Linked DNA regions of Bicyclus anynana: region 2 is linked to region 1. The links are chromatin contacts, called in public Hi-C maps. All regions are on one chromosome and are shown on one strand. The core of a region is the stretch at or near the end of the contact, and the rest is flanking DNA. Distances in the headings are between cores, read along the strand shown.

Region 1 (7,578 bases), core at 2,288-4,787:
GTGTAGTGTATAAACTGGCAACCCACTCCGTCGACTCGGACATAAGCGGAACGAGCCTTAACAACAAAGAAGTGTAGTGTATAAACTGGCAACCTACTCCGTCGACTCGGACATAAGCGGAACGCGCCTTAGCAACAAATAAGTGTAGTGTATAAACTGGCAACCCACTCAGTCGACTCGGACATAAGCGGAACGAGCCTTGGCAACAAAGAAGTGTAGTGTATAAACTGGGAACCCACTCCGTCGACTCGGACATAAGCGGAACGCGCCTTAGCAACAAATAAGTGTAGTGTATAAACTGGCAACCCACTCAGTCGACTCGGACATAAGCGGAACGAGCCTTAGCAACAAAGATGTGTAGTGTATAAACTGGCAACCCACTCCGTCGACTCGGACATAAGCGGAACGAGCCTTAACAACAAAGAAGTGTAGTGTATAAACTGGCAACCTACTCCGTCGACTCGGACATAAGCGGAACGCGCCTTAGCAACAAATAAGTGTAGTGTATAAACTGGCAACCCACTCAGTCGACTCGGACATAAGCGGAACGAGCCTTAGCAACAAAGATGTGTAGTGTATAAACTGGCAACCCACTCCGTCGACTCGGACATAAGCGGAACGAGCCTTAACAACAAAGAAGTGTAGTTTATAAGCTGGCAACTTCGGCCTCTGCCGTCGCGGCCGACAGCGCGGCGCGACCTACTTGCTCCTAGCGACGAAACCGTGCGCCTTCCACATTAGCACTGCTCAAAATAAACGAATTCTTCATAAATGTTGACTATAACAAGCATAGAGATCGATTACTTTCGATTAATTAAATTATTATTTATTAGATTTAATCATACGGCAATATTCGGCAAAATTTACATCATAATTTGCAATTCATATTATATTGTCATTCATTCATAAGAAAATATCGAGGAGGAGGATCTACCTATTGTAGGAGTTCAGTGTTGTATATAGTTCAATTTTAACATACGAGAAAGTTTGTGACCTACATAATAATTATGTACCACAATTAATGTCTTATAGGACAATTCTTCAAATAAATGAAAAGCACGCACTCACGCACACAAAAAATTCTCGCTCTCTTTTTTGGTTCCGTACCCAAAGGAAAACTTGGGACTCTATTACTAAAACTCCTCTGTCTATCCGTCCGTTAGTCCGTCCTACATGAAATGAAACGTGATTAACAATCACGGTTCATGAGAAAGCTGAAATTTTCAAAGATTATAAAAACAAAATAAAACAAATATTTAAGGGGCCTCCCATACAACAATTTTTTTGCCGTTTTTATAGATAGTAGATTAAAATATAATGACACCCGTCGTGCGCAAGGCCGACTCGCTCTTGGCCGATTATTTATAAGATAGTAAGTAAGTACCTAAATGGATTTTTTGCGGATTTTTTATTAGTTAGTTTGTTCATTACAATTTGTTTGAAAATTTATTAATTATTAACGATGTTATCGTTTTAGGAAGGTTAGATATCACCAAAATTCGAGATACTCTTAGTTAATTTAGAGGCCTTTTTTATCTCTTCTTGAAGTACTACAAATACATAAAAACACTAGATAAAATATTCTAAAAAAAAGTTCGCTCTTCCGTTTGCGAAACTTTCGAGTGCCAAGGCACTCGTTGATCAGGGCTCCTGACTAAGGAACCATCTCAAGGATTACTGCTTTCGGTACCCGACCCTTAATCCAACATTCAAGCGAAAGCTTTTGTTGTTGATTGAGGTTTTTCGCTATAAGACGATTGACTCATGACTGAAACGACTATCGGAACAATAATTCAACATGGCGGTAATCTCGTGACTCTTGCGCAAGGTTAAAAGGCCATAATTATTATGCGTAAATAATAATTATTTACTAGCGCCAAGTTCAGACTAGGTGATTGATATTATGTATACCCTCAGACCAATTATAGAAGGAACTGACGTTTCGAAAGTGCTTGTAAACTGAGCCTTCTTGAAATAAATGAATTTTGAACAGTAATTGTATCGCACCCAAGTTCACGAAAAAAATTGCCTGTCATTTTATGAGGGAAACGAGCTTAGTTTTAGTATAATATTAGTAATACTAAACTTGAAGATTATGCCCGTTTTTTACACCATTCAATTAAACAAGAAGGAATTTTACGGAGCTCTTTAACCGACGAACACGATTACAACTATGAAACATCGATACTATAGAGACAGTTTTTTATAATCGCATTAGATCGTTGATCATATACTTTGTCAGAAAAGTAACGTCTAGCAGGGCAGGTCCTATACAATAATTTGTCTGAGTGTATATCTAGTAATGCATAAGGCTCGAAATACGCCATAATCACGACTAAAGTGGCTTTGAAGACAAAATTATTTGTCGAATAGGGGATTTCTACCAAAACATAGCATTATGTTCTCAACTTCTTTAACCAGTGTTAGGAAAAAAGTTTGAAGCATGAATACAAAACATCGCCGGACTCTACTTTCTATAGAACTGCAAAAAGTAGGCCCTTAATGTGCATTAATAGGTATTAAACCCAGTTTTCTTTAGTTAACCTACCTAGAGTATCTAAAATTCAATATAGGTAGGTACAACTAACCCGCTGTTCACATTAAATAATATCAACTCTAATAAAATTACGCGTCGAGAAAGCTGGATGCTGATATTTCGCAATACTGTTCTCGGCAAACGATTCAAAAAAACTCGTTCCTGTGGGCCTTGGCAACACTTGGCCACTTGCCACGCCCATCCAGACTTGCTGGAAAGCAGTTTCACAGCCAAGTCGTTGCTTGTAATTAACCAACTGTCAATTTTAACCTATTATCAACGCAATCTGCTGATTCTAGTCAAGTTTCTTTTACGTTTTTTCGCTTAACTGTATAAATAAAAGAACAGCTGCTTTTTCGAGGAACAATAAAGTTACGCTTCCTCGTACGTAACTCCTCAATCAAGATAAGTAGTGACATTGAAATTTGTTTAACTTAACGTTTAGTAACATAAGGCGGCTCGCTAATTAAAAATTGAATAGGTAGGTTTATTTTTTTTTACAAATAAATTGAATACAATTGAATCGAGAGCACAATTAGTAAATTAAAAGTTATCGCTTATTGACGACATAGTTACAGCGGCACAGATAACGGAACGTAATTAAGTATAATTAACTGCCAAGTGGTTTGAAAATGATGCACTCGCTTACTGTATTCTTTTGCGTGTAGACTGTAGAGCTTCAAGGAACACCGCGTGACACCAGTCCGGTTCAATTCCACGTAGACGGTTCGTAGTTCTCACGAGAAGTATCCACAGAGCGTCAAGGATCCACGACGCAGTCGTTTTGGACAACGTCGCGTAAGCAGTCACAAGCACTCTCACAGAATCAATTCAACACTACACCATCTGCACGGCACTGATCCGTTGCGACGAAGCGTATCCAGTTTTTTTTTGTACAAGAGTTTTTTTTAGTAGACGTACGAAATAAAAGTCGGATTCAACTGTAATTAACGAGCGACACGAACACTTACGCGTACAGACCGCTGAAAACTGGTAGTTTGTCGACGATAAAACCCGATTGCGCGCCGACCGGCCCTGGCAGGAGGGTAAAGAGGGGCAGCGAGGTCTCGTTCACTCTCGCGGGCACACGTTAAGGAGGGGACAAGGAGGCCAATAACAGCCGAACGAAGCTCGCCGATCCCGCTATGATTGCTACGATTCACGACACCACGCGCGGGCGGCTGTGGCCTGTGGATGACGTGACGGATGCCTTGGAGTTTGGGCTCAATGCTCATCGCTACGTTGATAGCATATTGGCAAACATCGCACACGTCACCGTGCGTGCATCAAGTACGATGTAGAGTTTAATTTATAAACAACATTTGTTAACAATATTTATTGTAACCATTGTGTCTATATTTGAAGTGTAAAACTGCACATCTACATCTGTCATCTACTATGTTTTTATCATTACCTCAACGATTTTTAGGTACACAACAAGATGTTTCGGCACCATGAACTGCTCTACCAACATTTGAACGCGGGTAGTATCTAAACAATTAAGACAGAGTCTCCGATTCCGGAGAGCGTAGGTTTTATAATATGTCATAGCGGCGAATTGGGACACCGTGGTTGACTATTGGCTTAACCCCTCTCATTACTGAGGAGACTCGAGCTCAGCAGTGAGCTGAATATGGGTTGATAATGATGAAGATGATCTAAACAATAAATAACTGAAATACTTGTATCATTTGAATATTAATTTTCTCACTTTGTTTAACAGTAACGTAAATAGGTTGTAATCGTAAAATTAATAAAACTAGGTACGTACCCGGTATTCCTTAACATAAGTATTGATCTGGAACGGTTGTTGAGCCATATTCGACGTGTTTAGCCGCACGATTCCCATCAAACCAACAACACTACATCAACAGCTATTCAACGAGCAATAAAACTCCGTTAGAACTAATTTGCATTCAGCAAAAACTCTTTGAGGCAATTTCTCCGCGGGAATTTTTTTGCGCGTTCCACGCTATCGAGGTTTGCACGGGACATTAGCGGCGTGGCACACAGAAAAAGATTATTTACACGAGCAATTTATTGAAATCTAGTTATATAAATCTTTTTCTAAACAAACCTTCGTCTGAGGTCTTAACAGTCTTCTGGAGAGCATTTATCTAACTAATTTACATGTTAAATTGTCAAGCCGTATCACCGTTGAGACTGGATATTAACATAAAATTGAAAATTTCGAAATTTTCCCGAAGATTATGAAATTATTAATTACACTCTCGATCAAGTCATCAACATTCTCTTTCAGTGCGCTTTTATTTGAGACTCCACTAGAGTATATGTATTTGCAGTCATTCGGTTATTCTTCGCCAATTTCACCCCACACAACTTTTAAACGGCTCAACCGATTTTCATCAAACATGTCTAAGATCACTCGCACATAAGTCATCTTTTGCGCAAAATTAACAAAATTGAAATCGCTTCATCCGTTCGGGAGGTATGGTGCCACAGACAGACTGATAGACAGATAGACACGTCAAACTTATAACACCTTTTTTTGCGCTGGGGGTTAAAAATAAGCACATTACCTACTCGAAACATGCATTTACGGCTGGTAAAACATTGAAACCGACAAAACTCAATGTCTACACTCGTTGACTTTTGAAGAATTCATGACGGTAATGGAAGTCAGCAGTGCTGACTACTGTTGCAGATCCTGGGAGATATAAGAGAAGAGTGGAGTTTATGCGATAATAGTCTAATTTGCCCTGTAATTAAGGCTTCAATTGCGAAAACCTTACTCTCGGTTCCTCCTTTAGAAACATCCTCCGTCATTATAGTAGTATGCACAGAAGTCATTGCTTTTTCTCTATACCTACCCGCATTTACGTACATTCATCCGACGTTTACCATCGTTTCGTTCGCACAACTTTCCGAGTTATTGTATACAGCTTTTAAAGCGTGAGAAATTGGTTTTTGTGTTACCACAGAGATTTTCTAAAGAATATACAGTAGGTAGGTATAATGTAATTAGAAACAAAGAAATCGTGGCGCGGAAGTATCAAGTAGTTAGATGAAATATTATTATTTAAGTAGTTAATTGAGTAAGTAGATACTTTAAAATTTTCAGCTTTTATTAGTTATTGACTTGCCAAATCCTTAGTCTTCAATTGTAGAATGTTGTTGTGATTATCGTACAATACCATTTGTTTTAGGATTTAAACCATCGTGAGTGTTATTGCTATTAACTGATTATGAATACAAATCCACATCGTTTGGATCGTGCCGCGTTGCAAGAACCAGCTCATAACTAAGGGCCTCGTATGGGTTCGAAACTAGTCGTGCATACTCCGAACGTTGTATCACTTGAGTTTTAGCCGTGTTTCATAATCAGTTAATATCGTCTGTCTGTCCGCGGTTTAGCACAGAGACTATTACTACTAGAAAGCTGTAATTTAGCATGAGTATGTACATTAATAACCCTTCCTGCAGTCGGGTAAAAATATGAACAAAGTTATAAACTAAAATCTTGGGGTATTTTTAGGGTACCCCTACATTTAAAGTGGGGATGACTTTTTTTATTTTACTTTAACTTTGTACTTATTCACTTTGAATTTCTTGCCACCAATGCTATTCAATTTGAATTTCGTTTTTATTTTTACCTATTTTTGAGTAGGTTAAAAAGTCGCGATTTTTTTTGTTTTCCGTGTCGCAGCGTCGCGTGTTTATAAAACATTTTAAAAATGTAGTTTGTTTCATTGTGACTGAAGAAGACTATGATTAATAAACGGAGCTCAATGCTGTTCGCACACTACGGATGAGCCGCATGCCCGTGTCGAGTAAGGCTCATTTTTGTATAGCTAGATATTAGTGTCATCATCATCATCATCATCATCATCATCATCATCATCATCATCATCATCATCATATATATATATATATATATATATATGTATATGTATTTGTATTAGTTGTAATATATTATGTAATACATATGTAAATTTTAATATTATATTTACGTATATATTATATTATATTTATATATTTTTTTTTAAATTATTTATATATATAAATACATATTTTGCACCTCTCAGTTCTCTCGTCAGGGGTTGCCTGGTAGAGATTACTTATAGTAATAAGGCCGCCTTTGCATGCTAAGTTTAATTAATGTTTTTAATGTTTCAATTTATAATTGTATTTTTGTGTGCAATAAAGTATTTCTTCTTCTTCTTCTTCTTCATCATCATCATCATCATCATCATCATCATCATCATCGTCATCATCATCATCATCGTAATCAGCCGATAGACGTCCACTGCTGGACATATGCCTCTTGTACTTACAAGCACAATGGTCTCGAACCGCCTTGATATCCTCTGTCCAACTATTGGGGGGTCGACATACACTGCGCTATCCGGCGCAGGGTTGCCATTCCAGGACCCCAAAATCCTCTTCGAACTATGTGGCCGGTCCATTGCCACTTTAGCTTCGCGACTCGCTGAGCTATGTCAGTGACTTTGGTTCGCTTGCGGATCTCCTCATTACTGATTCGATCACGCAGAGAAACTCCACTCCAAGAAACTCCACTCCAATAGCTCGCTCCATCGCCCGCTGAAAGCCGCCGTGACTTTAAGCCTTCTAATAAGGCCCATAGTTAGCGATATTACCGTCACGTGCATACGTACAATGTATATGTATAACTTAAGGCAATGCTTTCATCAAATACCTATCTCTATTCAAGTTTTCTTACATTTTTAAAAAGATAGAGGCAATCTGTTTCTTATTAAAATTATACAAAACATAGGTGGATAATACAGATACTCTACACAATAATATGTATATCACTTTAGTAGATGATGCATACAAAAAAGTAGGTAAGTATATTTAAATATCTCAGTTCATTCCGTTGCAAGATTTATTAATCGAAACATATTTTACAAGCTATATTTGCTATATTTGTTACATTGCTAATTGAATAGAAGCTTGTAAAAAACACTACGTGCGGACTGCGGTCCGTCCTCGGTGCGCTAATAACATTCAAATGTTTTATTTAAATCATTGGTCACTGACAGAGATGGTAGCGCGGATAA
Region 2 (7,578 bases), core at 2,372-4,871, 92 kb before region 1:
TCAATTTTTTCCGTTTTTATTTGCAATATGGCGTCCCTTTCTATTTCATCTATATTCATAGGTTCTATTTTTATTTCTGGAATGTTGGTAGTAATGTGTCTTTCATTTTTTATTACAGATTCTAATCTGAGGTTATCCTCTCGAATCTGATTAAAAAGATGTTGTTTCTGAGATTTAGGAAGAAGCTTTGTATTATTTTCAACAGTTATAGTGTCTAGCTTCATCTCTAATTTTGACGAACTATCTTGTGATGGTGGCATCACTTTTAATTCCGCCTTCGTTCTTATTCTAGAAGCAACATCATTTTCTGGAGATATTCTCTTGAAATCTGGACTATCAAATTTCGGATAATCTGATTCTCTTGGTATTGAATCCACTGCTTTAGGCATTTTGATGTGATGTTCTAACCCTGGCACTAATGTTTTCGAAATACTAAATTTATTACTATTTTTCAGTTCGTTATCTTTCGTTACATCATCATCAGTTATTTCTATCACAGAATCATCTACGTCATCTATAACAATGAGATCAGGAACTTCACTATTTGATTTAGCAGTTTCTGTATATCCTGTTTGTTTTGTTTCTAAACTGTTTCGTAATATACTTAAAACTTTCTTATCCGCATGTTGCACACTATTGATAGGTAATGCGTGATGTGAAAGTAAGTCTCTTTGGCTCGGAATTTTTTGAATAATATGACGATTATTGGTTGATGGTAACTTTTCATGATAATGGGGATGGTAGTCATTCACTTCTCTGTTTCTGCTTTCTGGATACGAATTACTAGTATATCGATGATGAGAATGATGATGATGTTCACGATAAGGAAGAGAATTCAAAGAACGTTTTTGATCATGTTGATTTGCCTCTAGCCTTTTGTGGCTTGCATAACTGTATACTGGCTGAATCATTAGTTCGCGTTGTTCTCGTGCTGATTGACTCAGTTGTTCTATCCGGCTGTCAGCTGTCCACGTTTCGTGACGAAGAATTTTCTCAGGAATGTTACTAACTATAGGACCTGCAGGACGTTTTCTTTCTTCTATAATTAAGTGTCGATCATCGCGTATTCTATTCACCGAATAACGATCTTCGCCACTAGTACGGGTGAGATCTATTCTGGGAACATAATCAGTTCTACTTTCGGGATTATATTTACTACGTTCGGTATATACTTGATGTCGAGATTCAACGTGATAATTGTCAGCCCCTGGCCTCGAAGAATTATTATAAGCCCCATTAAAACTAATATTGTGATTTGTTGCATTATACGCGTTCGTATTTCTGTCTCTATATTGAGCAAAATCAGGCGAGAAGTCTACTTTATGTGAGCCAACAAAACCTGTGATCGCAGAATTTCGGCTGCTTGTAGTAGGTCTGGATTGAATGGGATGATTCTCATTTTTCATTGAAGCAGAATCGATAGCGTCATCTTGAGTTGTAGATGAATCTGCAGAATTTTTTACAGTTTTGACGGATAAATCAAGCGGTGATTCACGCTTTTGTTTCATTTGGTCTACTAACGTTGTAACAGAGACGGTCATACGCGCTTGCTGACTTGGATATCCTGGTTTAGCCGTTGAGCGTGACGGTGAAATTTGTACATGATTAGGCGTTGCATAATCATAATTTGTCTTAGGCGCAACAACCGTGCGGTATGATGATCTAGACTGAATCGTTTGTGGATATGGATGCGAGTTATTCTGAATAGCTTGAGCCGGTGAACTCGAAGGATATCGTACAGCGGATGTAGAAGGAGTAGCATAAGGGTAGCTACTTTTAGTGTCTGCTGCTCTCGTTTTGACAACGTTTTCTAAGCGAGGAGCAAGCCGCGCAATTTCTTGAGGTTGTAAAAGCGGTTGCGGTGGTGGCACTCGCTCTGAGCCTCTCATTGCATACGATGCGTTCATAGCCTCTATAGTACTGTGCTTAAATTGAAGTTGTTGATGTGAATCTATTCTTTGATTTGGAATAGGCAAGGGTGCCGACGGCGTCGGCCGGTAGCCGGAATAAACTTGTTGTGGGTCGTACTTTCTTTGCGGAAGCGTTGGATGTCTTTCATACTGAGATGATGCTCTCGAATGCGCAGGAGATTCGCGACGTGATGGGACCGACGAGTATACGGGCGACGCACGACTATCTATACAATTAATTCTTTTAGCCGGTGGCACGTGTTGCGGATGATGAATAGGTGGGACGCGGTCATTGTGTGGAGGTAACGCCTGAGTGGGCGGAAGAGAATATCGCTGCGTAGATGCGCTATAAGACGTCGTTTCAGTTAAACGGCTAATAGGATGCTGCGGAATCGAGCTAGAGATTCTGGAATACGTGTGTGGACTCTGACGGGGTTGAATCGAAGGTTGAGGCGATACAACCGGCGGTCCGTGGGAACTTCTTCCCGTGTCGGGCCCGTTTGTCTCGTAGGGATACCGCGGATAAGATTCCGGCGGACGGGACGCCGAATAGTGATCTAACGGGCGGCCTGATGTGAAATGATCGGGCGGCCTGGCCGTCGGAGTTTGTACCCGATGAGCGGGGGCACGGTACTGAAGCGTGGTGTCGGTTGGTTCGGTCGCGACGATCGCAGTGGGCGGGGCTTCAGACGGGGGCCGGGCGGGCGACGGGCTCGGCACGGCCGGGGCCGGCGCGGGCGACGGCAGCGTGTGGGGAGCCGGCTTCCGTATTATGTGAGATGGCGGTGACAAGGCTCCTCCGGGCTCCTCTTCGTCCTCGATTTCCGGCTGTTCACGGCGTTTTTCTGCTGCCTCGCGCATCACTGTGGCTTTGTGGATGAAGTGCGGCTCGGGCTCGAGCGGCTCGGACGGCGGGCGCGGCGGCATGGCGACTGCGGAGGGCGCAGGGGCCGCGGGCGGTGCCGCTGCCACGGACGGCGGTCTGGACGACGGTGTCGGGGCTCCGGACAGAGCGGGAGCACCCTCCTCGGTGGAAGCGCTGGCAGGCCACATCTGTTGACCGGTTCCTCCTGCCTGCTTTGGTATTCCCATAAAGTACTGGCGTGTCCCTTCCAGTACATTGTTGAAACTGACATCCATACTATGCAGTCCCGGTCCGACAACCAGCACCTAAAACGATAAAATTTACCTCATTTAATATTAAAAAAAATAATGGTAATAATACGATATGGTGCTATAAAAAGCAGCACAGAGATACCATTTACATCGTCCATAACAGAACATCTAGTAGGAAAAGCAAGGAACTCATCCTACACTTAGCCGTCCTGCGCTCGTCTACGGAAGCCATTCTCGTACTTATCAAGCCTCATGTGCTCAAAATTATAATTATTATAGACATGACCCATCATAACGAAATTGTAATACAAAATAATGCTGCTTGACTGCAAAAATAAGCATGGCGGTAGTACTTCCCAAGAAGAACACTGACAAAGAGCTGCTAAATACCATCTATTTCACAATACGTAAAAACGGAATTCGAGTAGAAATGTCGATACAGGAAAGCCAATACATGATCGTGCTAGACCGAATCAGCATCAAAATAAAATCGAAAAGCATCGCGCAGGAAAGGGATCAGTTATATCGTGTTTCGCGAGGTCTATCAGCATACTTCATGGTACGTAGAACTTAAGGTGATGGGGTCATTACCCGCCGGTTGCCCTTGAGCGTTCCTCGCCCCCGCACACACACAAGCGTGCAATGTAAACGCACCACGGTATAGACTATAGAGCACACGACGAAAAACTTCCGCGAGACGTTACTAAAAAGTTTACCGACCTTATTATTGCGTGTCACGTTGTTCTTTTTTTTATTTCGATACAATTTGTTTTATTTTCCGATTTATAGCCCAGCTTTTGCCCTAGTGTTATCCGCCCGCGACTTCATCTATTTAGCTTACTTGTATGTACCGTACCTATATACTTTTAACGATCGCAAAAGAGTTTTTTGCATCTTTCGCAGATTCGCTAATGCATGCAAAGCACCGCGGAGTAGCTCTGCCAGAGTCAAGCCCAAGGGATCAGCATTGATTACTGCATCAGCAGAGTCCCTAAGCGGAACAAATACAGCAATCTCGTCGGAGATTGCGTATTTGAGCCGTTTGCGGTCGAAACTAGGTCCGTGAGGTACGAGTACTCGCTTTCTTTTTAAAGAAATCGCAAAGCGATTAATCGACACCTCCCATGACCTTCTGGTTTGTCTGTAATTAGGTCAGAGATCAGTATTGGCATACAACGTGGCTATTAAATAATAAAAATAATTAAGCGTGTTAGTGACGTCCTAAAATGGAAGACAGCGTTACCCTATTTTATCCGCGTTTAATTCCGTATTTTTGGATAACTTTTTTAAAATCCGATCTCGTGAAACGAAGTCATCTGTTGCTTCAGATTGCGCTAAATCTGCATGTTAACCGAATGGAAATGCGTCAAAACAAGTAGTTCCGGAGTAGGTACTTGTACATATAATATTGTGATCGAATAGGAAAACTTTGATAAAAGAAACCTCTCGAAGGATACCTCTAGAAAGCGATCGATCCTGACAATTAGTATTGTACGATGTAGGTACATCATTTCATAACAAAATAATATATGTATTTCAAAGAGGACACAAACTATAAGAGATGTATATCGTAACTAGGGCTGTCACTGCAGACTGACACATTTAATTATTTTTAAATATATCAGTCATTAATTTAGTTTTACATACATGTTTATTTTTATATTTTATGTTACATTTAAGATACTTTTAATTAATACTAATATCATAAATGTAAAAGAGCGTCTGTCAGAGCGTAATTTTGATGAATTAATAAGAAGTAAGATATTCTTTACACCAAGTAGAGATAAATATGCTACTTTTTAAGCTGACAATATGCTTGTTATTTAAACGGGTACATACCACGATAAAACGACGAGATTTTTATTGTCGATATAAAAAAAAAAAAACAACGACCCGCAAAAGTCTGCGATAGCTGATCACATTCTACAACCGGGAACTAAACATTGGATTGAGATCCATAATCCACGCACTATTTCCACGGACCGCCACTATATACCCCGAGTAGTTCGAGAAGCCATTGAAATTCGAAAATACAAAAATTTCAATCGGGAAGATGGTTTCAAACTAGCCAGCGAGTGGAACCTGGTGGTAGAATTGTGCAAACCAAGAGGGCGCCGCGATACGCATAATAACAAAAGCGATGTCGTGAGTGTGGTTTGCCAAAAACGCGAGGTCGTTGAAAAAAGAAAAAGAACAAGAAAGAGGGTAGATCGATTTTGCCCCTAACAGCTGACTTCACTTCTCATCTCGCAACTTCAGTCCCGTCGTGACCACGATCCATGCAACTGGGTCGAAATATCGACAATAAAAATCTCGTCGTTTTATCGTGGTATGTACCCGTTTAAATAACATTCATAATGAACAACCACGAAATAAGTTTAAAATCATTAGTTGACAATATGCTACTCTTTATACATGAAAATCCCGCGGGGTTTGTGAAAAACAATAACAAAGAAAATAGTAGAAAACATAGTATACAAGTATTATACCAGTTGACGAAATTAAAAACTAAAACAAATATTTGCGACAACCCTATTCCCGGATCAATGGTCGTAGCGAAGCTGTAGCCGTGACGACCGCCCTCAATCGATTGTGGCCCTAGACGGCGCTGGTAGTTGGTACACATGTGCATATACCTGTGCCGGTTTCTATTTCAGTACGCACAAACCCTTCGGTGTATTAAATATTTGTGTTTATTACTGAACCTTTTGTTCGAAACTTAGGCCGCGTTCACACTGGAGGACAGTGTAAACGCGGCCTATATTTACTACTAGGCGCGTTTGGAACCCTCGTTACTTTAATTTTAAGTTTTCGAATAATTATTATCACCATTACCTTAAGTTTAATATTTGAAGCCTATTTGAAATAAATGAATTTTGACTTTGACTACGTTGTTATGTGTTTCATTACATGGCACCTCAAAATATTACGCGTATCTATGAACGGAAAGACGAGACATTGGACTGAAATGTGACTGAAAATTAATTCTTGCAATACATAGAGAATACACAATTTCAAGTTTTTAGATGTTCTTTTTATTTATTTTTATGTAAATTAGTAAAAATCAAATAGACTGTCAATAAATTCAGACGAAAATGTACTTCAAAGCACGGAATTAAATCGCAAAACTCTTTATCCAATAGACTAGCTGACGCCGTGCGGTTTCACCCGCGTGGTTCTCGTACCCGTAGGAATACGGGGATAATATATAGCCTATAGCCTCTCTCGATAAATGGGCTATCTAACACTGAAAGAAATCGGACCCAGTAGTTCCTGAGATTACCGCGTTCAAATAAACAAACAAACTCTTCAGCTTTATAATATTAGTATAGATATGGCGGAATAGTCTAAGCAGCAGGAACCAAATTACAATACAAAGCACGTTACTTTAAATATTTTAATTTAAATAAAAGTTTCTATATTTAATTGTTCATTCCAACTATGAATTAATCCAGCAATTATTATGACACTAAGTTCACGCTACTGGTTTCGCAACGTAAATCCGGTTTGACTCGCGTAATAATAGTTACATTTTCTCTTTATACGAGTGGCCCGGTGCATCCATACATTGCACACGTAATCATGTTATGCTCAGCGCTTGTATGGGTTCCGTACACACTACACAGTCATTATTATTAGTGCTTGTTCACGTTGACACGCGGCAGTGATGGCGGACGCGGTCAGGATATATTCAACACAAATGTGCATGCGTATTTACGTACAAAACGCACTTGCAGTGGAAGCAGACGCGAAGCTAGCGACAGGCACGTGCGACACGGTTGTTTTTTTTTTTAAAAGAATATTTGCCATATCTTTTTTTTAATATGAGCAATATTCCCATTCCCTTCTAATTAGTCGAGGAAGACTGTGTTAGGAGTGGGTACGACAATAGACCAACTGGACGGGGATCAAACCACCACCGCTGTTACCGTTGAGCTATTGAGGCTATAAATACAAACTTACATGAGGTTCGTGTGTATTCACATTGAACTGGCATTTTTATTAAGCGCTATTAGCTTGCGATCTCAGACAAGTGCAATCAGTTTAAACTTATCGCTAGAAACGATAACACGTTTACTCTCCAATACAATATGAAATTCACCATAATTTTCTTTTTCTTTATTAATTTCGTTCACACCAAATTAAATTTTTGTCATCTCCCACTTTAGGAACAAGTTTCGATTTTTTAAATTAATGACTGATGTGTTTTTAACCCCTGCCCTTCTGACATTCTGACACAGGTATTTAAAACAAATTAATTTAATTTTAAACAATACGTCATACTCGCGCCGCCTGCTACTGTAAAGTTGTGACATCGCTCATTTGCATGGCAACTTCGTTGTTCGTGACATTTTATCTTTGGTATCCCATAGAAATAAAATTCAAATATTATCGATGAGTACAAACTAACGAAATCACGTCGATGTACGCCAACTAAACACGAGCCCGCCTAATCCGCGCCCGCGCCCGCTCCCGCGTATTGTTTGTGAACAAGCACTTAAGAGTACGTAGGCTAAGGGAGTGGCACATTATGAACTAGATAAAGGTGCCG

The links. A called contact is a pair of places that touch in the nucleus more often than the background predicts.
Region 2: a contact with region 1 is called in a Hi-C map of whole larva, with 4 times the contacts expected there. The contact joins the enhancer-like site here to the promoter of LOC112043465 in region 1. A contact is called at or near these places in 2 of 2 Hi-C or Micro-C datasets (whole body and whole larva).

The regions. Positions count from the first base shown.
Region 1 is chr12:4,050,801-4,058,378 of ilBicAnyn1.1, reverse strand. LOC112043465 reads right to left here and starts at 3,537. Exons shown (of 9, transcript XM_024078876.2): 1 at 3,186-3,537.
Region 2 is chr12:4,143,169-4,150,746 of ilBicAnyn1.1, reverse strand. It overlaps LOC112043465, which reads right to left. Exons shown (of 9, transcript XM_024078876.2): 5 at 1-3,080. The coding sequence starts at 3,050. Among protein-coding and RNA genes, the nearest start is that of LOC112043464, 14 kb to the left of the region's middle. Within about 2 kb of position 3,621, at least 8 of the 8 cell types and tissues checked have open chromatin away from gene starts, as enhancers often do.